Regions from separate parts of the Mus musculus genome. Here all the other regions are linked to region 3. The links are chromatin contacts, called in public promoter capture Hi-C maps. All regions are on one chromosome and are shown on one strand. Each heading gives the region's core, a stretch centred on a gene start, on an enhancer-like site or on the middle of the called end of the contact. The rest is flanking DNA. Distances are from core to core; before and after follow the strand shown.

Region 1 (3,290 bases), core at 678-3,177, 420 kb before region 3:
AGGTACAGCCTGCTGTTCCAAGGTCACTTCTGTTATTGGTGTAAGTTGACAGCTGGAACCTGGTGCTGGAGTTTGACCCTGATTTCCTCTCTCCATGCGCCTTCACAATTACCAACTCCGGGGCTCAAACCCAATACAGTTTGAGAAGAGAGAAGGGCACAGGTTTGAGACATGGACAAACATTGGCTTGAGTCTTTAATTTGCTGTGTGGCCAAGAACAAGGTGCTTTGCTTCTCTGAACCTGTTTTCTCCGATTTGTTAATGTGGGCAAAAACATTTGCCTTTGAGGCAATTGCCTTTGAGGTTATCCAGATAAGAAAGGCCTTGTGTGTCACAGGCCTGTTGCATAACAGGGACTCTGTAAAAGGGACTGCTCTTTCCTCTCCCCAGGTGACAATGATGGGAAGGGAGCAGCCCTGGGCTGAGGGGTCAGGACACTTGGATCTGGTGGCTGGTTTTGTGGCTCTCACTGAGTCATCTGGAGAGACCTGCTTCTTTCTGCAATTCAGTTTGTTATTTGAAATATAAGGCAGAGGGGCCGGATGGTCCTGGTCTGTTTGTGTGTCACCATGGCACAAGCTAGAGTTTTCTGAGAGCGAGGGACCTCTAAGCAGCTCTGTAGGGCATTTTCTAGATTAATGATTGATGTGGGAGGACCTAGTCCACTGTGGCCATGCCACACCTGACCAGTGGGTGCAGGTAGCCTACGAAAGCAGATGGACACCTAGTTTGGTAGCACATGCCTTTAATCTCAGTACTCAGAAGGTGAGGCACAGGGATGTGTGTGAGTTCCAGGACAGCCAGAGCTACATAGAGGGACCATGTCTCAGAAAAAAACAACAACTACAAAAAGAAAGCAGGCAGAGCAAGCTGTGGGGAACAAACGACAGCAACGGTCCTCCATGGCCTCTGCTTCAGTTCCTGCCTCCAGGTTCCTTGTATTCCTGCCCTGACTTGCCCTCAGGACAGACTAAAGACTGTAAGCTGGAATAAGCCTTTCCTGCCCAACTTGGCTTTGGTCATTCTGTTTATCACAGTGATAGAAAGTAAGCATAAATAAATAAATAAACAAAGCTTGAGTGTGGCAGGAAATGGTCTATCTTGAGAGACAGGCCCCCAGCTTGAAGCTGGACCCTGCTATTGATGCACCAGATGGCCTAAGACATGCCCCTCTCCCTTTAGACTTCAATCTTCCCATCCCTGAAACTGCAGCAGGCTCTGAAGCCCCTTTAGCTACGATGATCTGGGTCCAAGGTTCCTACAGTGTCATATTCCCAGGTAGAGCTCCTGAGTCTGGGCTACCTGTCTGCTTGCTCATATCAACTGTCTCAGCTCTCGCCCTCTCCCTGTCAGAACTTCTGGACTTCGCCCTCACAGTCTCTACTTCCTCGCCTTATCCAAGACCAAAGAGGCTTGAGACTGTTCCCCGGTTGCTCTTCTTAGCACTGAGTATCTTAGAGTCTCTCTAGAAGCTTCTCCTTAGAAGTCTTAGGGTTTTCTCCTCCAGGAGCCCATTCACTTCACTTAATACATTGGATACTTGGGGACATGCCTATCCCAGCACATGGGGAGTGGGGAGAGATCCAGCGTGGCTCTTATGTGAGTTCCAGGATAGCCAGAACTACATAGTGAGATCCTGTTTCACCTTGCCCCCTACAAACAACACTTGTCAGAGGAGTTCCCTGAGCAGTGGTGAGTACTGTGGGCACATGTTCTCATTCCCCTGCCTCTGAGAAACCCCTTTTAAAGAAGCTCTGTAGAAACACACAGTGCAGATTGGAGAACAGGAACAGAGAAATTTAGCATGTTGCTTGTCCTTGGAGATGTATCCAGAGAACTAAAGCATTCTGAGCTCTGGAATAAGAGGAAGAAGGTGGCCCTGCTGGGTTGGTCTGGTCTTGCCCAATAGGCAAAGGGTAGAGTCACACTGTCATACCCACGTGTACACACAAGCAGCTACCTGGAGGCAGTGACAGACTAGTAAGCAGGCTCCTGAAAGCAACGTTACAAAACTTGGCCAGCTGCTGCCTTCAATCAGAGAGAGGGCTGCTCAAGTGGGAAACCTGGTTTACCCTGCTGGACCTCCATCAGGGCCTGCCCCATCTGGACTTTAGTCTCCTCCTGGAGACTCAGCCAGACACAGAACTCAAAGCTGCCCCATCCATCAGGAAATAAGAAAAGGTCTAAGTAGGTGTAGCTAGGCAGCCCCCTAGAGTAGGGGTTCCTCTGATCACCTTCAAGCCAAGCCCAGTTGCCCACAGAAGTCTATACACTCATCAGCACACAAGTGTCCCTAGGGGCAGGGGTTGAGTCATCTTGAACTCCAGGGCCCATTTTAGGACTTGGCAAAATACAGACACTTTAAAAGTTCCTTCACTCTCTGCCCTATTTCGAGTCTTCCCAGCACTGACCCATCAGGGCTGTAGCAGGACCTCCTTCCAACAGAAACAAAGAGGCCTTAGAGTGGGCAGTCCCTGGCTCCAGGGTGGAATGCTAACGTTAGTCCAAAGCAGATCCTGAGGGGAGCAGAGCTGCAGATCTATGGATAAAGCCTTGACAGGCCCTGATTCCTTTGTTTCTGTCCAAATCCCTACATGATTCCCGGGCCCCAGCATATAGTCAGCCTTCGGCTGGCTAGATATAAGGTATTCAGCCGAAGTGCTAGGACTTTCTGCTTCCCCCTCCTTGGGTACTTTCCTTCACTCTGCCCTAGGAACTCAACAGGCTCTGAAGGTCATGGGCCACAGAACACCAACGTGACCTTTACTCAACAAGCTCCAGCTATGGAAAGGATAAAGGCCACTGTTCTCTACCTGGTGACTGTCACATGCTGGATTTCCTGTGAAGCACATCACAGATGCTACACATCCACACAGGACACTGGAGGAGTTAAGAGTCAAGATGTGGCTCTATTCACTGCCCCTGCACTAGACCAGTGTCACCAAAACAGCTGGGGCCAATGAGTGCATCATTACATATGCAAACCGAGATGATGCTTCCCCACACAGAAGTGAGGTCTTTTGGACACAGGTCTCACTATGGAGTGTTAGTTGGCCTAGAACTGACTGGCTTTGAACCCACAGAACTCTTCCTGATGCTGCCACCCATGTGCTAGGATTGACAGCTATGGCTACTGTTCACAGCTTTTGTATAAGCCATAGAGTAGAGAGGTTTTTGTGGGTTCCTTCCCCTTCACAGTCTCTCTTCAGGAACTCCCCCATAAGACAAGTCTTTTCTTCTAAAAGTACCGAATCCAGTTTTCTCTTCATTTGGATCCTCACCTAGGCTAC
Region 2 (3,009 bases), core at 111-2,610, 400 kb before region 3:
AAGAGGTCATTGGATTTCCTGGCATTGGAGTTAGGAATGGTTTCGAACCACAACGTGGATGCTGGGAACCAAACCTGGGTCCTCTGAGAGAGCAGCAAGTGCTTTTAATGGCTGAGGCATCTCTCCAACCCCCAGGGACTCTTTCTTGATGACCATTTAGGAAGATGTCATCTTCCGATGGAGTCCAATAACTTGGAGGCTCCTGGGGATGCAGCTGGGCCTTTCTCATAAGCAGAAGCTTCTACATTTCCTGCAGCCATAGCACTAACCTTCCTCTGTTGTTTCAGGGCTCCATCGGATGGTGGAGAGGCAGCCTTTGCCAGGCCCATCGTGCTCTGTTTTGTTCTCTCAGGGCCTGTTTACACTTGATAATCTCAAGTGACTGCCAAGCAGATATGGCCTCCTCCAAGGTGACTTGTGTCCCCAAGGACAAAGGACAAGAAACTTTTTGCCACTGTTATGGTTGCCCCCCTCCAGGTTAATTCTCCAGAAAAGAAGGGGCTTCAGAAAACACTTGAGGGGTTTCTACCTTGTGCCAAATTGCCTCAGAGGGGTCTGGGAAACTTCTGTGTGAGACAGGGAAAGGGAGACCTATCGAGCGTCCTTACATATACATGCTAGTCCCACACGCACACCTCAGCCTCTGGGCCCCTCCCCAAGTCCCTTTGCCTGTAGTCAGCAGGACACTTTGGGTAACACTGCCTCTGATAAAAAGATCTGGGTGCTAGCAAAATATATTTAAAAGCAAGTCAAAACACAGATCAGGACATCTGTTATTTCAGGGCTGGGCAGGCCAAGGCAGGAGGATTCAAACAAGTTTTAGGCCAGCCTGAGCTACGGTAGAGAACTAGCTGCCTCAAACTGTCTTCTGAGCTCTATGCTTTTGCCATGGTACTCCACAGCAGGTACTGCACCCTGCCCCACCCCACCAATACAGAAAACAAAACAAAACCCTGAAACACACGAGGCTAAACACAATGAAAAACTGCTTCCCACCCATGAGGATAACTTTTTTTTTTTTGTCTTTTGAAGTGAAACAACAAGTATTGCCAAGAGAATTGAGAAATTAGACCCTATACCGTGGGTGGGAAGTGGAAGCTGGGGCAGCCACTGTGCAAAGCTGTCCCGTGGCTCCTCAGACAGCTGCACATCGTCCACAGCATCTAGGGATAAAGCCAGAAGAACTAGGGACTCAAAAGGACACGGGCACACCATTTGTAGTATCGTCACTCAGTAGCTGAAAGGTGTAAGTCCTTGCCACCAGCTATCAGCAGATGAGAAAATAAGCCATATAATATACAGCCCAAGAGCAGAGGGCTTTCTAATCATTAACAATGGGTGAGACGGCTGGCAGGACGGCTCAGCGGGTAAAGGCTCTTGCCTCACAAACCAGACAATCTGAGTTCAGTCCCTAGAACTCACACAGTGGAAGGAGAGAGCCAACTTCTGCAAGTTGTGCTCTGACCTCCACCCATATCACACACACACACACACACACACACACACACACACACACACACACACACACAATGTCAAGGGATTAATTTCTGATCAGTGCTATAGCATAAAAGCCCTTTGAAAACCTTACAGTAAGTGAAACAAACTAGGCACAAAAGGAAAATATGCTATGATCCCATTTATATGATGATAAATAAAAAAAAAAAATTACAGGGAAACATTGTTTAAAACTAAGTTTCTGTGCTAGGCCCCAAGAGACTATGGTATGGATCCACTTATTCAAAAGTCTTAGTCTAAAACTAAGCTGTTTATGTGACCTTCTGTTTAGACAACAAATAAGGAACCTGAACTAAACAGTTGGTAAACAACTTCTGCAAGGAAAGTTAGCAGCCTCTTCTTGGTTTTGCCTCCATTCAACCTTTTTCTGTCTATAAAACCAACCTCATCTGCTTGACTCATTGGAGCGTTTCAGAAAGTGCTGCCTGATTCTGGACTCAACAAGAATCAACTAGTATTTGTATTTTCAACTAATTAATTAGTTCATGTAACCCAGGTTGGCCTCAAACTCCCGATCCCCTTGCTTCTACCTCGAGAGTGCCGGGTCTCTTGGTCTGAGTCACCATTGCCTCTCTATGGGGATTATTTGGCCTTATTAGGCTTCAGCTGGAGTGTCTGCATTTTCTAGGGAAGTGTTCCACCATTATGCTACAACTTAGTCTTATTCCTACTTTTTTTTTTTTTTTTTGAGAAGAGTCTCATTAAGTTACCCAAGTTACCTAAGTTAGTTGTTTTTTAATGAACTCCAAGCTCAGGAAGATCATAAGCTTGTGATCATCTTGCTTCCATTTCTAGAGTAGCCAGGATTACAGGCCGGCTCTATGAGTCACTCATTTACTTATTTATTAGACAAGGTCTCATACTGTAGCCAGGCTGGCCTGGAATCTTATTCTGTAGCTTAGACTGGCCTTGAACTCACAGCAATCTTCTTGTTTCCGCTTTATAAGTACTGGGATTATAGGCATGTCTTAATAGGATCTTTAAATTAAATGTTGATTTCCATCTTCGACAATGAGGTACTTGCAGCAGGCAAATTATCAAGATAAAAAGTGCAATAAGAGGATATCAGGGACTAGGAAAGGAGACAGGGAGTTCCTAGTTAATGATTACACAGAGTCTCTGTTTAGAAATGGATCATGGTGACAGTTATATAACATTGTCAATATACTCAATGGCCATACATTCTGTATTTAAAATTATCAATTTTATTTTACCACATGCTCACAAAATACCGAGATACTTTTTTGCAGAGATTTGCAGCCTGCTGGGGTGGGCAGGGGGAGCCTCTTTTCAGTTATATCAGCTTCTGTGGACAGAGGGTTCACTTTTGATCTATGGCTATAAGATAAGACAGTGTGGAAAGTATGTCGTGCCCAGTCTCCACGCAGAGACAGCCTCTTCCGTTTCATCCTGCCAGAGATGGTCCTGGTTAGAGGCTCCCAGGTTATTAGAGTCTTCACTTTACTCTAGTGTATGGATGGAGAAACTGAGGTC
Region 3 (3,102 bases), core at 14-2,513:
GGAACATCTGGATGGTGAGGGTGAGGGAAGCTGGCAGGTCAGAGACTGTGGACCTGCCCTGCAACTGCAAGTCTTGAGGCGTGTGTGTGTGTGTGTGTGTGTGTGTGTGTGTGTGTGTGTGTGTGTTTTGTGTGTTGAAGGGAGGGGGTGAGTGACTGGCTTGGTGCCCAGCTAACTACAGCCTGAAGCCCAGGGCTGAGATGACAGCTGAGGTCCAAGAGGCAGTGAGACGCTACTCAAGAGACCATTGATGGGCTGGGGAGCCCAGGTCTTGGGGAGCCTCCTCTTGACTGTGGGGAGGACTGGGCCCTGGGAGGTGGGGCTTGGAGGAGGAGGAGGGCTGCAGCACCTGGCTTCCTCATCAGCACCCATTGTGGCAGGCAGCCCCAGTGCAGATGGTGCTGATGTGTACGAAACGAAAAGCAACCCTCCTACCCAGTAAACTCGGCTAAATTTAACCAGGATGGCTGAGTGTGAGGGTGGAAGGCGCGGACATGCGGAAGTGAAGGGTGGCTCCTGCCCCCGCCACCCTAAGACTGCCCACCTTTCTGTGTGGGGAGGACAGACTCTTAGACACTGAGTGCCCTGCTAGGCTCTGAACCTGTCTGAACCAAAAAAACCCAACTCGAACCAAAACAAAGAAAAAAAAAAACCCAAAAAAGCCAAAACCCAAACCCCCCAGAGCTCCTGATCGGTAAACGAGGAGGGGGTAGCTCTCTCGAAGTGGCTTTGTTCCTAGATTTTGGCTCAGAGGCTGGGCATAGTGGCTCTAGATTATGATCCCAAAGCAGACTGTCACAAATCCTCAGCCAGTTTTAGCCACACAGTGAGTCCGAGGCCAACCTGAGCAACATGAGAAAGCTTGTCTCAAAAAACGAAAATAAAAAAACCTGAAACAAAACCCAATTCAAGCTTAGCCCCCTTTCACGGGGGCCAAAGGGGCTCTGGGCCCTCCCAGAGGCTGTTTCTATCTTCCTTGGTCTGTAGTCCCTATCTCACGTCAGGACAACTGAACCCAGTTCAGTGTCACGGGAGGTCATGGCAGGAAATCCCCTGTGTAATATCCAAAGGCCACTAAAGCAGTTGGCAGGGTTGTGGCTTCTCGGTCTGCTGAGGATCCCACACTTCCTGGGAAAGAGCCTTCAGCAGCTCCCCCTGAAGCCCTCCCTGCCACCCTCAGCAGAGAGGGTTCCCAAGCCTCCTGGGAGAGGAGAGTGTGGCCATCCAACAGTCATGGGGATTGGCCAAGACCTCTAAGAGTCCCCATGTTGGGAAGTAGATCTTTGTGAGACAGCAGCGTCTGCCAGGACAAGGCTTGCAATTGAGACTGATCTAGGGAGGGAAGATTGCTGAAGCAAAAATCTGACAAGCTTCCAGCCAGTGCTTCCGACTCACCGTGGGCAATGGTTGATGTAAAATGTGAACTTACCCTGCGTCTGCTCCCAGCTGTTTCTAAGGCCCTCCAGCCTCACCCACAGTCCTGTACCCCCTCACCCCACTGTCAGTTCGGAAATGCTCCTTGCTCTCTGTGCCACTTGGCCTACCTCCACTGGTCAGTTCTGAGCCTCACCCACACACCAAGTGCGGCCAGTCATAGCTAAAAGACTACTTCTTCTGGGAAGCCCTCCAGAGCCCCACAGAATACAGGCAGACAGCCCTGGCTATAGTTTCTTGGCTTGGATCACCGGGGTATTGGAAGGAGGGTGCATCCTAAGCCAGTGTCGCCTGCATGCCATACCAAGTATGGTTTGCCAAATGCCTGAGCTGGAGTTCAAGGCTTGGGTGCGATTGGCTCACACCTTGGATTGAGGTGGTCGGTAAGGAGAGTAACAGATTCCTGGATCTCTGCCTGCCCAGAACCCCTTCCCAAACCACCAAGCTCTGTATCCCAGGCCCCCATGGCCTCGCCATGAGCAGACTAGGGCTGGACAGTCTCTCTACAGGGTCTCACATGTACCTTTGATTCTAGGAGACTGTCTACACCTACCTGCTAGATGGGGAGTCCAGACTGGTGTGTGAGGACCCCCCTCATGAGCTGCCACAGGAAGGAAAAATTCGGTAAGTCTTTCTTGGCCTGTCCTTTGCCCCCTGGCATCTGCCAAGAGGCCTCAGGGTTGAGGAACCTTCCAATATCATCTGGTCCATCCCCAACTTCAGTCTCCCTGCCCAAGTGGGTCTACTGCGAAGTAATATCTCCTCCTATGTTGGGGATGTATAGAGTGGGGGTGGGTTCTCTCTTCATAGAGTCTTTTACATAGATTTTTTTTTCTTTTAATACAAAGTCTCACGGTATAGCCCAGGCTAAGTTTGAACTTACAGTGATCCTCCTGCTTCAGTCTCCCAAGCACTGGAATTATAGATGAGATCCACCATGTCCAGCTCCCGTAGAGTTCTTCTGGGTTGTTGCAGCTTCTCAGAGTGGAGTGGAGGGGGTGGGTAGAAGGGGGCTTCAGCATCTCTCAGTTCCTACCCCAGGGGGCCATGAGCACTACCTATAAGGCTTGGGCTTAGGATCTCAGTGTACCTGGGCTTCAGGAACACACAGTGACAACTTCCTGTACATAAGACTAGAAGTTACTGGATCTCTACTACCTAAGTTCAAATCCCACCTCCTCCCTGTATACCAGCTGTGTAACCTAGGGAAATCAGGCATCCTCTGTCGTGTGATTCCGTTTCGCTTTGCTTTTTGGTGACACGGTGATGACAGCAGTGTTTATGGGGATGTTGGGAGGATTCAATGATTGTGTGTGGTCTGCTGTGACTATCAGAACCCAGAGCGCAGCACCCGATGGTCCCTGGTACCTCTGAGCCCAGTGAGTTCAGCTGGAAAGGATACATTGAGAGACATGTTCAAGACCACAAGGCAGCTGTGAGGCCCAAAACACTTCTCAGTGGGGCTGGGGAAGTGACAGCCTCTGTCTGGGTGACCCATCCTGGTTATCTAAAGACAACGGGAGCACTGGGTAAGGAGCAGAAGGCATCGTGGGTGCAGTGCACTGAAGTCAATTTCAGAAAGCTGGGCTGTTTCGGTCCAGCCTGCAGCTCTTTTGGTAGTGCCAGAGCTGCTATCCTGGCAACTCTTAGTCATAGAAGTCCTGGGAG

Evidence for each region. Promoter capture Hi-C pulls out the DNA fragments that hold promoters and counts their contacts.
Region 1: a promoter capture Hi-C map of liver shows a contact between it and region 3, with 2.5 times the contacts expected there. The contact joins two enhancer-like sites. A contact is called at or near these places in 3 of 39 promoter capture datasets (the C10 cell line, liver and pre-B cells), 5 of 484 Hi-C or Micro-C datasets (CD8 T cells, embryonic stem cells, gonadal supporting cells and 2 more) and 1 of 115 datasets of contacts at active chromatin or transcription factors (acute myeloid leukemia).
Region 2: a contact with region 3 is called in a promoter capture Hi-C map of liver, with 2.2 times the contacts expected there. The contact joins two enhancer-like sites. A contact is called at or near these places in 4 of 39 promoter capture datasets (embryonic stem cells, liver and pre-B cells) and 3 of 115 datasets of contacts at active chromatin or transcription factors (acute myeloid leukemia, large pre-B cells and memory CD8 T cells).

What each region holds. Positions count from the first base shown.
Region 1 is chr7:101,064,849-101,068,138 of GRCm38.p6, forward strand. No RefSeq gene overlaps it. Among named protein-coding and RNA genes, the nearest start is that of Fchsd2, 42 kb to the right of the region's middle. Within about 2 kb of position 1,928, at least 96 of the 459 cell types and tissues checked have an H3K27ac peak or open chromatin away from gene starts, as enhancers often do. A contact at or near this core is called in CD8 T cells and liver, where this site is marked.
Region 2 is chr7:101,082,636-101,085,644 of GRCm38.p6, forward strand. No RefSeq gene overlaps it. Among named protein-coding and RNA genes, the nearest start is that of Fchsd2, 25 kb to the right of the region's middle. Within about 2 kb of position 1,361, at least 15 of the 459 cell types and tissues checked have an H3K27ac peak or open chromatin away from gene starts, as enhancers often do. A contact at or near this core is called in liver, where this site is marked.
Region 3 is chr7:101,482,573-101,485,674 of GRCm38.p6, forward strand. Pde2a (phosphodiesterase 2A, cGMP-stimulated) reads left to right here. Exons shown (of 30, transcript NM_001143849.2): 3 at 1,970-2,058. Among named protein-coding and RNA genes, the nearest start is that of Mir139, 8.7 kb to the left of the region's middle. Within about 2 kb of position 1,264, at least 71 of the 459 cell types and tissues checked have an H3K27ac peak or open chromatin away from gene starts, as enhancers often do. A contact at or near this core is called in CD8 T cells and liver, where this site is marked.